Linked DNA regions of Mus musculus: regions 1 and 3 are each linked to region 2. A link is a contact called in public HiChIP or PLAC-seq and promoter capture Hi-C data. All regions are on one chromosome and are shown on one strand. The core of a region is the stretch at or near the end of the contact, and the rest is flanking DNA. Distances in the headings are between cores, read along the strand shown. Region 1 has its middle 33 kb from the start of Nmd3. Region 2 holds the start of Kpna4 (karyopherin (importin) alpha 4). Region 3 has its middle 57 kb from the start of Nmd3.

Evidence for each region. Promoter capture Hi-C pulls out the DNA fragments that hold promoters and counts their contacts. HiChIP or PLAC-seq counts read pairs in DNA pulled down with a chosen protein or histone mark.
Region 1: an H3K27ac HiChIP or PLAC-seq map of embryonic stem cells shows a contact between it and region 2, with 3 times the contacts expected there. The contact joins the enhancer-like site here to the promoter of Kpna4 in region 2. A contact is called at or near these places in 1 of 39 promoter capture datasets (pre-B cells) and 12 of 115 datasets of contacts at active chromatin or transcription factors (the 230-238 cell line, the NIH/3T3 cell line, the SCID.adh cell line and 4 more).
Region 3: a contact with region 2 is called in a promoter capture Hi-C map of liver, with 2.2 times the contacts expected there. The contact joins the enhancer-like site here to the promoter of Kpna4 in region 2. A contact is called at or near these places in 2 of 39 promoter capture datasets (cranial neural crest and liver) and 4 of 115 datasets of contacts at active chromatin or transcription factors (embryonic stem cells, large pre-B cells, microglia and 1 more).

What each region holds. Positions count from the first base shown.
Region 1 is chr3:69,754,008-69,756,707 of GRCm38.p6, reverse strand. No RefSeq gene overlaps it. Among named protein-coding and RNA genes, the nearest start is that of Nmd3, 33 kb to the right of the region's middle. Within about 2 kb of position 1,342, at least 32 of the 459 cell types and tissues checked have an H3K27ac peak or open chromatin away from gene starts, as enhancers often do. A contact at or near this core is called in embryonic stem cells, where this site is marked.
Region 2 is chr3:69,125,646-69,128,345 of GRCm38.p6, reverse strand. It overlaps Kpna4 (karyopherin (importin) alpha 4), which reads left to right and starts at 1,254. Exons shown (of 17, transcript NM_008467.4): 1 at 1,254-1,614. The coding sequence starts at 1,546.
Region 3 is chr3:69,663,221-69,666,182 of GRCm38.p6, reverse strand. No RefSeq gene overlaps it. Among named protein-coding and RNA genes, the nearest start is that of Nmd3, 57 kb to the left of the region's middle. Within about 2 kb of position 1,317, at least 2 of the 459 cell types and tissues checked have an H3K27ac peak or open chromatin away from gene starts, as enhancers often do. A contact at or near this core is called in liver, where this site is marked.

The sequences.
Region 1 (2,700 bases), core at 93-2,592, 630 kb before region 2:
ATTGGTAAAGTGCCTTTCAGTATCATCAGTCAGTCATTACTGCCACCTGGTGGACATTCTAACTAGCCTTAAGGCCATTGCCCAACGGGCTTCACTTAAAAACTAAAGGTAGGAAAACATTTCTATTATTTGGTAACATACTTCATTATCTTAGTTTCAGAAGGCCAAAATTCATACCATTCACTTACTCAAAGGCTATATACTTCATTTAAATACACACTGCGAATGGTTCAAATTACTTATAAAGCACTAGGCAGTGGCATTCAGACAAGACAGCATGATAGCACACATGAAAATTCAAATTATGCAAGCAATACTCAACCAGACTTCAAGTCATTCAACAATATTTTTATTTTTCATATTTCCATAATCAGGGCTAATTTTTCAACATGTGGGTGCCAGGGATTGAATTGAGGACATGAAGCTTGGTGCCACTGAGTCATCATAGCAGCCCTCAACAGTTTGCTTATAGCAGCTTAAGTAGCTGTGACTCCCCAAAATGGGATTAAAAGCATGCACCACCGCACCTGGCTTCTTAACTCCTTTTATTTTTTTATTTTGTATACAGGTGTCTAGCTAGCACAGACATCTATGTGTCGCACGTATGCCTGATGCCCAGAAAAGGGTAACAGATCTCCTGGAACTGGAAGTGCAGGGTTGTTGAAGAGTTGTGAACTACTATGTGGGTTTTGGGAATAGAACCTTGGGGACCTCTGAAGAGCAGCCAATTCTCCTAACCACTGGGCCATCTCATCTCTTCAGCTACATTCTCAACAATCTATAATACAAAGGCCTTTGTACTATTTGAAAATCTAAATTTCAGACGTCAGTGGTCCTACCTAATAAGATGTAAATCTTAACAAAAACAATGTATGACTGTTAACTACGTCAAAGTGAAACTTGTTTAGCAAAAAAAGGCAAAAACATCAGGATATATCAATGTCCAAAACCATCAAGAGCTACTTATGTAAGAAATATCTTCAAATCAACACTCAGAAATGGAATCTCAAGTATCTAGATAATGAAAGGTTATTCAATATGTAATCTAACAAATGTAATTAAAATGAACACTACTTTTGTCACCTTCCAAGCTGACAAAAAATTAAAATGGAAAACCCTATAATATTATAAAAGTGTTTGCCAAAGTCAAAAAAGAGAAACCCTTGTATACTGATAGAAAACTGCAGACCTTGAGCATACATATAAGTTTTGCCAGCCAACAGACAATACCCACCCCCATAGATTTAACGATTAAAATAGCACCTGCTATTTTAGCTTCTGTGGGTGAGATGCCCAGACATGTCTTGCTTGAGTGTCTTCAAGTCAAAATGCTGTGGTCGAGGGTTAGCTGGGACTGCCATCTTATGGACCGTCAAGGAGCTACAGAGAGCTTCAGAAATTGGGTTAGGCCAGATCTGACCTTCTTGTACCAGGACATACTGGAATATGACTGAATAGGATGTCTATAGTTGATGGTTGTTAAGGGTAAGAGACATGGATCCCATTGTTTAGAATGGAGTGTGTAACCCAATGCGGGTAAGGGGGCCTAGGTTGCAAGGTGCAGTCTGTGTGTACAGACGTGTATATAATAGCCTTAGGATGCCGGGTGTGTTATTAGAATCGGGTATATGCACAGTCAAGTAGATTCTTGCATACCTATTGCCTAGATAATGGTTTATTGAACTGCTTTCCAGTAAATATAGTTAAGATGTAAGAAAAATTGCTGACTCTAGTGTGTAAATACACAAGACAAAGCATTGGCATTTTGTAATTCCAAAATGTAAAAAAAATGCTCAGCACAAACACATATGCCAATCAGAAGACTACAGGAAGTTACTGAGGTCTCAATGGCTAAAGCTAGGATAATTCTAACAAGATATACCCCAGAATCCATACCGAGTTAAATGATTGAATAGTACACAGGACAAGTCTCCCATGTGCATCAATTTCAAATAGTTTATGGACTTTACTTTCAGGAGTAGAAAAACTCACTTCCTCTTAGCTATGAGCTGTACACAATGATTTTCTTCTGAAGGAAGGGGAGGGGGAGGAGTCAATTTACAGGATAATAAGAAATCCATCTAGCATGCTTAAGGCCCTGGGTTTGATCCCCAGCAAAATACAGAAAACACACACACACCCAGATACTCAAAAGTAGAAGGTAAGATGACTGAAAAAACAGTTTCTTTTTCTGTCTTGTGCTAGTGTGGACTGAAACGAGGGCTTCAGGCATGTTAGACAGGTGCTATAGTACTGAGCTATGCCCTATGATTTCTCTATCTGCACCACAAGCCCAGCCTAGAATTGCTTATTTCACACTTCATAAACTAGCGCTAATGCATATTACCTCAAAGTACTGTGAAGAAGCTATAGGTACCCACTTATGTGAACTGAAAGTTGGCAATGTCTAAGAAGCACACCTAATGTGCTAATCCCAGCACATTAAAAGCAGGCAGCCCTGCTAGAAAAACATAGCTACTCAGACTACCCCACCCCTAAGCGCTTAGTCACTGAAAATTATGCCTTTTCCCCAGCCTCAACATCATTAGAATTCGCTGAGTATTTTCAGCACACTACTTTGCAATAAAAGATATCTAGACAGATAGATCTCTTGCCTTCATCAAGGCCTGCTTTCCTGGAACTGGTCAAATTATTTGAACATGTGACAAAAGGCCAGGCATGGTGGTACATATCTTTAAC
Region 2 (2,700 bases), core at 5-2,504:
ACTCTGAACTGCCACTGCTTCACAAAAACCACACAATTTGGGGAACTAATAATTGATAAATGAACACACACATTTGTTTGTTTTTAGACAGGGTATTATGATGTAGCTCAGCTGGCCTCAAACTCATCTCCACCTGCCTTTGCTAGATTTAACGTGTGGATCACTATGCTCAGCTTAAATATAGTTTTGAAAACATGTCCTCACTCTCTTTTCTGAGCCTAGGGCCTCCAGCATAATTAGCTTCTTCCAATGAGTTGTATTTCTATTATTATTATTATTATTATTATTATTATTATTATTAATTTATCTTGAGATGAACCCGCAAGAGAAGAGGGGAAGTGTCACTAAACTGCTCGAAGTGGCTTTGGACTCTTGCTCTGGCTGGCCTTGCTCTTGGGCTACTTTAACAGCTCCTCCTCTTGCCCAGTAGCTACGATTACAAACCGAGTCACCGGCCCGGAGCGATTCTGAAAAATTTGAGAGGCTCTTTTGTACCTGTTTTACATCCGCCTTTGGTTACAATGTTCCTGGTTAAGAGGTTTCTTTGGGATTAACTTCCTTTATCAAGAGTCACAATGTTGCATTTGCTATGTCATGGCTCATAGTCGTCATTCTCTATAAATTAATACTTTGTGATCAAGCAGTTTAATTTCCCAAGAGAAACTGCTCAAAATGGGGGTATTAGGGAAGGACCAATTTTTCTCAAGTTTCTACCTGTTGCGAACCTTCTACCTTCCTTTTCCTACCGGGTCCCTCTAGCTTTCCCTTCAGTTTTCAGAATGCACATCACCGTAGTCAGTCCTAGCCACGATGCCGGGTCCTAGGTTGGTTCGCAGTTCCCAGAACAGGACTCAGGGTTTAGGACTTCACATGTAGCTTAGACACACCTCTTTGCCTTCCAAAGTGAATGAAGCGCTCAAGTAACACCGGGGGAGAAAAGAACGAAGTTCAGAACCCCAACATCTAAAGCCACCCCGGGAATCATCCCACCATAACCAGGACCACTACACCCTGCCCATCCCCGCCCGCTCCCGGATCTGCTGCTCTTCGGCTGCCTCGGGTTTCTCCCTCCGCGCGTGACCCCTCCCCTCCCAAGCTCCTGCGCCCCGTCCCTTTCCTGCCCCAGACTCTCCCTTCCCCTTTCCTTTCGCTCTTCCGTCCCCCGCTCTCCATCGTCCCTTTTGATTGGCTAAGCACTCCGGAGCCCGGCCGGCCAATCGGCGGACCGGGTTGGCGGCGATGGGCGTGGCCGTAAAGCCGGGCCCTCAGATCGAGGCTGCCTCCCCCTCTCAGCCGGCAGCACATTCCGCCGCCGTTGCCGCCGCCGCCGCTGGCCCCGCAGTCGTCTTCGCCAGAGCTGCTGTGGTACCCGAGCTCAGGGCAGGAGAGGCCAGCCAGGAAGCGGAGGCCCGGCGGGCGAGAGGAAGCGAGCGGACGGGCGGGCGACGCAGGCGGCGGCCGGCTTCCTGGGAGCGTCTGTGCGGCGCGGTGGTTGGGGCGGATCCCGCGGGGCCCGGGCGGGTGGGGAGAGTCGCCGGCCCGGCCATGGCGGACAACGAGAAATTGGACAACCAACGGCTCAAGAATTTTAAGAACAAAGGCCGTGACTTGGAGGTACAGTGGGGTCCGCGGCCTCCGGCCCCCGGCGGGACGCGGGGTGCGTACGGAGTCGGGCGGGCGCGGCGGCCGGCATGGCGCTGGGCGGGCGGGCGAGCGGCCGTGACGCGGGCGCCGCGCCGGGAAGTTTGTGCCGGGCCTGCTCCGCCTCCGCCGGCGACAGCGCCGGGGCCCGCCGGGTGCGGCCTAGGCCTGTCCTGTCGAGCCGGCCAGACACGGGTGAGGGCGGCGGGCATATCAGCCGCGGCGGAGGCCCCGCAGCGGCGGAAGCTCAGGCTCTGCTCGAGCCCCCGACGCCAAGCGTCGCGGGTGGAGGGCGATGGGGGAGCGAGCGGCGACCTCGGAACTTCTCCGGGCCCGAGACGCCTCCACATGCAGGTTTTCCTAATCGCCCCGACTCTGGTTTTACTTCAATGTCCAAACTACAGGAGTCAACTTCTCCGCTGGAGAAAAAGAAAGAAAGAAAGAAAGAAAGAAAGAAAAAAAAGCCACCCCCGCCGCGAGAGGCGGTCCTGGTGATGCTAAGCAGTGCCTTCCAGCGGCCTGGGTTTCAGTTTGGTCCTAGCTGATTCAAAGATGTGGCTCACGATGTGTCCCTTTCCAGTCAAAAGATCACCTGCCTCCACCGCCTTATTTGAGCTTGTCCACAGATCTTTTTACTCCTCTCTGAGAAGAGACCACCAGTTTGCATTCTTACATAGAAAAGTCCAAAGGGTTATACAAAGCTGTCATCCCCTAGTCTTCTCGGTATCCTTTCTCTCCACCTCCTGGTGGTGGTGGCAGTGAGGAATCCGGTAGGCTATGGACTGACACCATCACGTATTATTTTAAAGGGGGGAAGAAGGCTTCGTTGTCATAGACACAGTTGCTTCCAAGGTTCGATGTATTAAGCACACAGTTTCTTTCCATTGTGACTTTTTTTTTTAATATAGGGAATTTAAAAAAAAAGTCAAGCTTTTAGCTTCTTATCCCCTTTTATGTTCTGGTAACTTCTTCAGACTGCTGTGGTCGGTTCCTGAATTTGAGCATTTTCGGGATAGAGATGGCAACTTTTGTTGACTTTTCCCAATGCCAGTCAGTCTT
Region 3 (2,962 bases), core at 68-2,567, 540 kb before region 2:
ATCCTAGTATGTTTTATTATATGATTAAATGTCCATTATTATCAATTTTTCACATTTCTGTGCAACAATATTATGTATATTAAACTCTGCATATATAAGACTTTAAGGTTTTATACATCTGTATTGATTACTATTATAATTATTACATAAGTACAGAGGGTAAATTAACATTAAAATGTTTTTATAAATTTAAGAAATAAATTAAAATATTTAATGGATATTTATCTCACATTAAACTGCATGGGGCTTTTAAAACATCATATCCCAGGGGTATCAGGAAGGCTCAGCACCTAAAGGCCAAGTCTGATGATGATGATGGAGTTTGATTCCTGGTATGCACACAGTGGAAGGAGGGAAATCTTTGAGTCTTGTAATATTCCCAATGCGTCATCTACATCAAAAGTTAATTCAGAACAAATAAACTATTGGCAGAATGTCTGTGCAAGCTGATGACAGTATTTATGTGCAGATTCCTTTTCATACTCTGTCATACAGATGTGCCCTCTAGCATGTAAAAATGACCTTATCTATCCCATCCACCATCTTCTGATACACAGGATGATGCTGATGAAGACACATAGCTTTGTCCTCAAAGGGAGAGAGATTATTCTGGAACCAACTATGAATGACCATAACCCAGGAAACACAGATTTAGTTTGCCCTTAATACTACACTCCAATACAGCAAGAGTTGCATATGTTTTTATATTAATAGAACAAAGTCATAAACCAAGGCACACTGAAAACACATTGATCCAACTGCTGGACCTTGAATGCTACAATACTGACATGTCAGACAAAATGCATCCACTGGTGTAATAGTGGTAGTAAGGTTCTGAAGATGACAGCTTTCTAACTGGATCTGATGCCTCCTCCATAGGAAGAATTCCTACTACATTGTAAGCCAGGTTAAAAGCCCATGGCATAGGCCCTAAGGACAGGGTGGGTGGTGGGGGTGGGATAGGTTGTAGGTGGGGCAGGAACACTACTACTGTTGTTTTGCTAAATAAACATGTTGCCAAAATGCTTTTGAAGTATTTTTTGTTTATACATATAGATTAGTGCTTCCTTCAGCCTTTGCTAGAGAAACCTCTCTCTGCAGTGGCTAGCACCGCAGAAGACATATAATGGGTTAAAGTGACAAGACTAAGTGACTGTTGTGGGTACCTAAGGGAACATCAAGGCATGGTGAACAGAAAGAATGTAAGAACTAAGAGATGAAGCATGTTATGAAGTGCCATCTTCTGGACACGGTGTGACTCCTGTACTCATGAACTCACTGAAGGATGGTTACATGCCAAAGTCAAGCCAACACGATCAGTCAACATTCCAGCAAGCAGCAAAACAGGGAACAAAAAATGACATGAAAGTGGAAAATAGACTTGGGTGTAGGTGTCTGAGTGGCACATGAGGAAGACGTTGTTTGTATGATCAAGATACATTGTGTGCTTGTAGGAAATAACCAAATAATACATAAAAGGTGTTCTACAAAAAGCATACTGAAGTAGGTTGTTGGGAACATCTGGTGGGCAGGTGTTTCTGTGAGGGGCTTCAGATGCTATCAGAATGACGAGAATGGAGACAGAAACTAGCCTGTATGGTTAGGGCAGAAACTTGGCTTCTTGACCTTGGTTCTCTTGGCAGTTCTGTCCTCGCCAGAGGTCAGACATGCCAAAAGTGATGAGGTAAACTTACATGTACTTTGCTCTCTTGTTATCTTTCTTCTTGTATGCAATGTCAAAGAACACCTCTGCCCAGGGGCTATACGTCCAGGAAGCAGTCTCAATCTGACACTGGAGGTCTGGATGATGTTTGGAGAGCTGCCACCAGAAGGTGTGGCTCGGATGGAGGGCAACTCTTTCTGCTTCAGATACTCCTTCAGAGGCATACCCACTGTCATTCCACAATCACAGAAGTTCTCATTCTCAGTCAGCCTTACAGATACTCCTCCAGGTCCAGGTCCAGGTCCCCCACTGAGCTCATGATCCCTCCTGTTGACAAACCATCACATTTTGTGCACCCAGAGACTAAATATTATTTTAAGCCCCATTGTGCTCATTCTTATGCTCTGATAAAGATGAGATGCAGTGGTCAAGAAAGCAGTCTTCAGGAGAGAGAAAAGTAAAGAGTGAGTCCCTGGACCAGATCAAGTTCTAGTGTCTGTTGCTATCCAAGCTTGAAGTTTCAGTTTTCTACCTTCTATATCCAACAGAGCATTTATGTGTGATGTATAAATATAATGAGTATTATATTGAAAGTTAAAATAGTCAAGGTCACAATGTATGTCCTAAAGAGTTATGGCAGCAGAAGAAGGAAGCAGGCATTTTAACCAACCAAACCCATTCTTTAACCATGTTGACTACATGTTTTCCCCTGTGTTTAGAGGCATCTGTACTGTATGAAATGCTAATATGATGCTTAAAATGTTTGAAATAATTTCTTATCTTTTACTTTTTTTCTTTGACAAGTTTTATTTTATAGTTACAATCTTGTATTAGTATAGTTTAAGTTATTAGGGACAAAACCTTTATTTGTTCTGTTATTTTGGTGTTCCATCAGAGTTTAGTTTAGAAAAGTAAGTGGAAAGTTAAACTATAGAAGAAATCAGATAACAACAAAGCATCATTTCAAGTTTCATTCTAACAAAATTGTCTTTTTCAAATATTATGAATGGAAAGGACAGAAACAAAAGGCCACATATGAGAGAGAAATCAGGTTCTATAGACTTCGTGGGTATAATCAACTCTTACTTCCTTTTCCATGGTCAGAAAAGGAAGCATGAGTCTCTTTGTAATATTGCCCACTTACTTTTCATTGGTAAAACACATTTATCATAAAATTTTGTTTTGCATTTATTTTAGAGTCATGGTTTCATATAGTCCAAGTTGACTTCTAACTTACTACTGGGACTGTCTTTTTTTTTCATTAATTAATTAATTAGCTCACTTTATATCCCAATCACA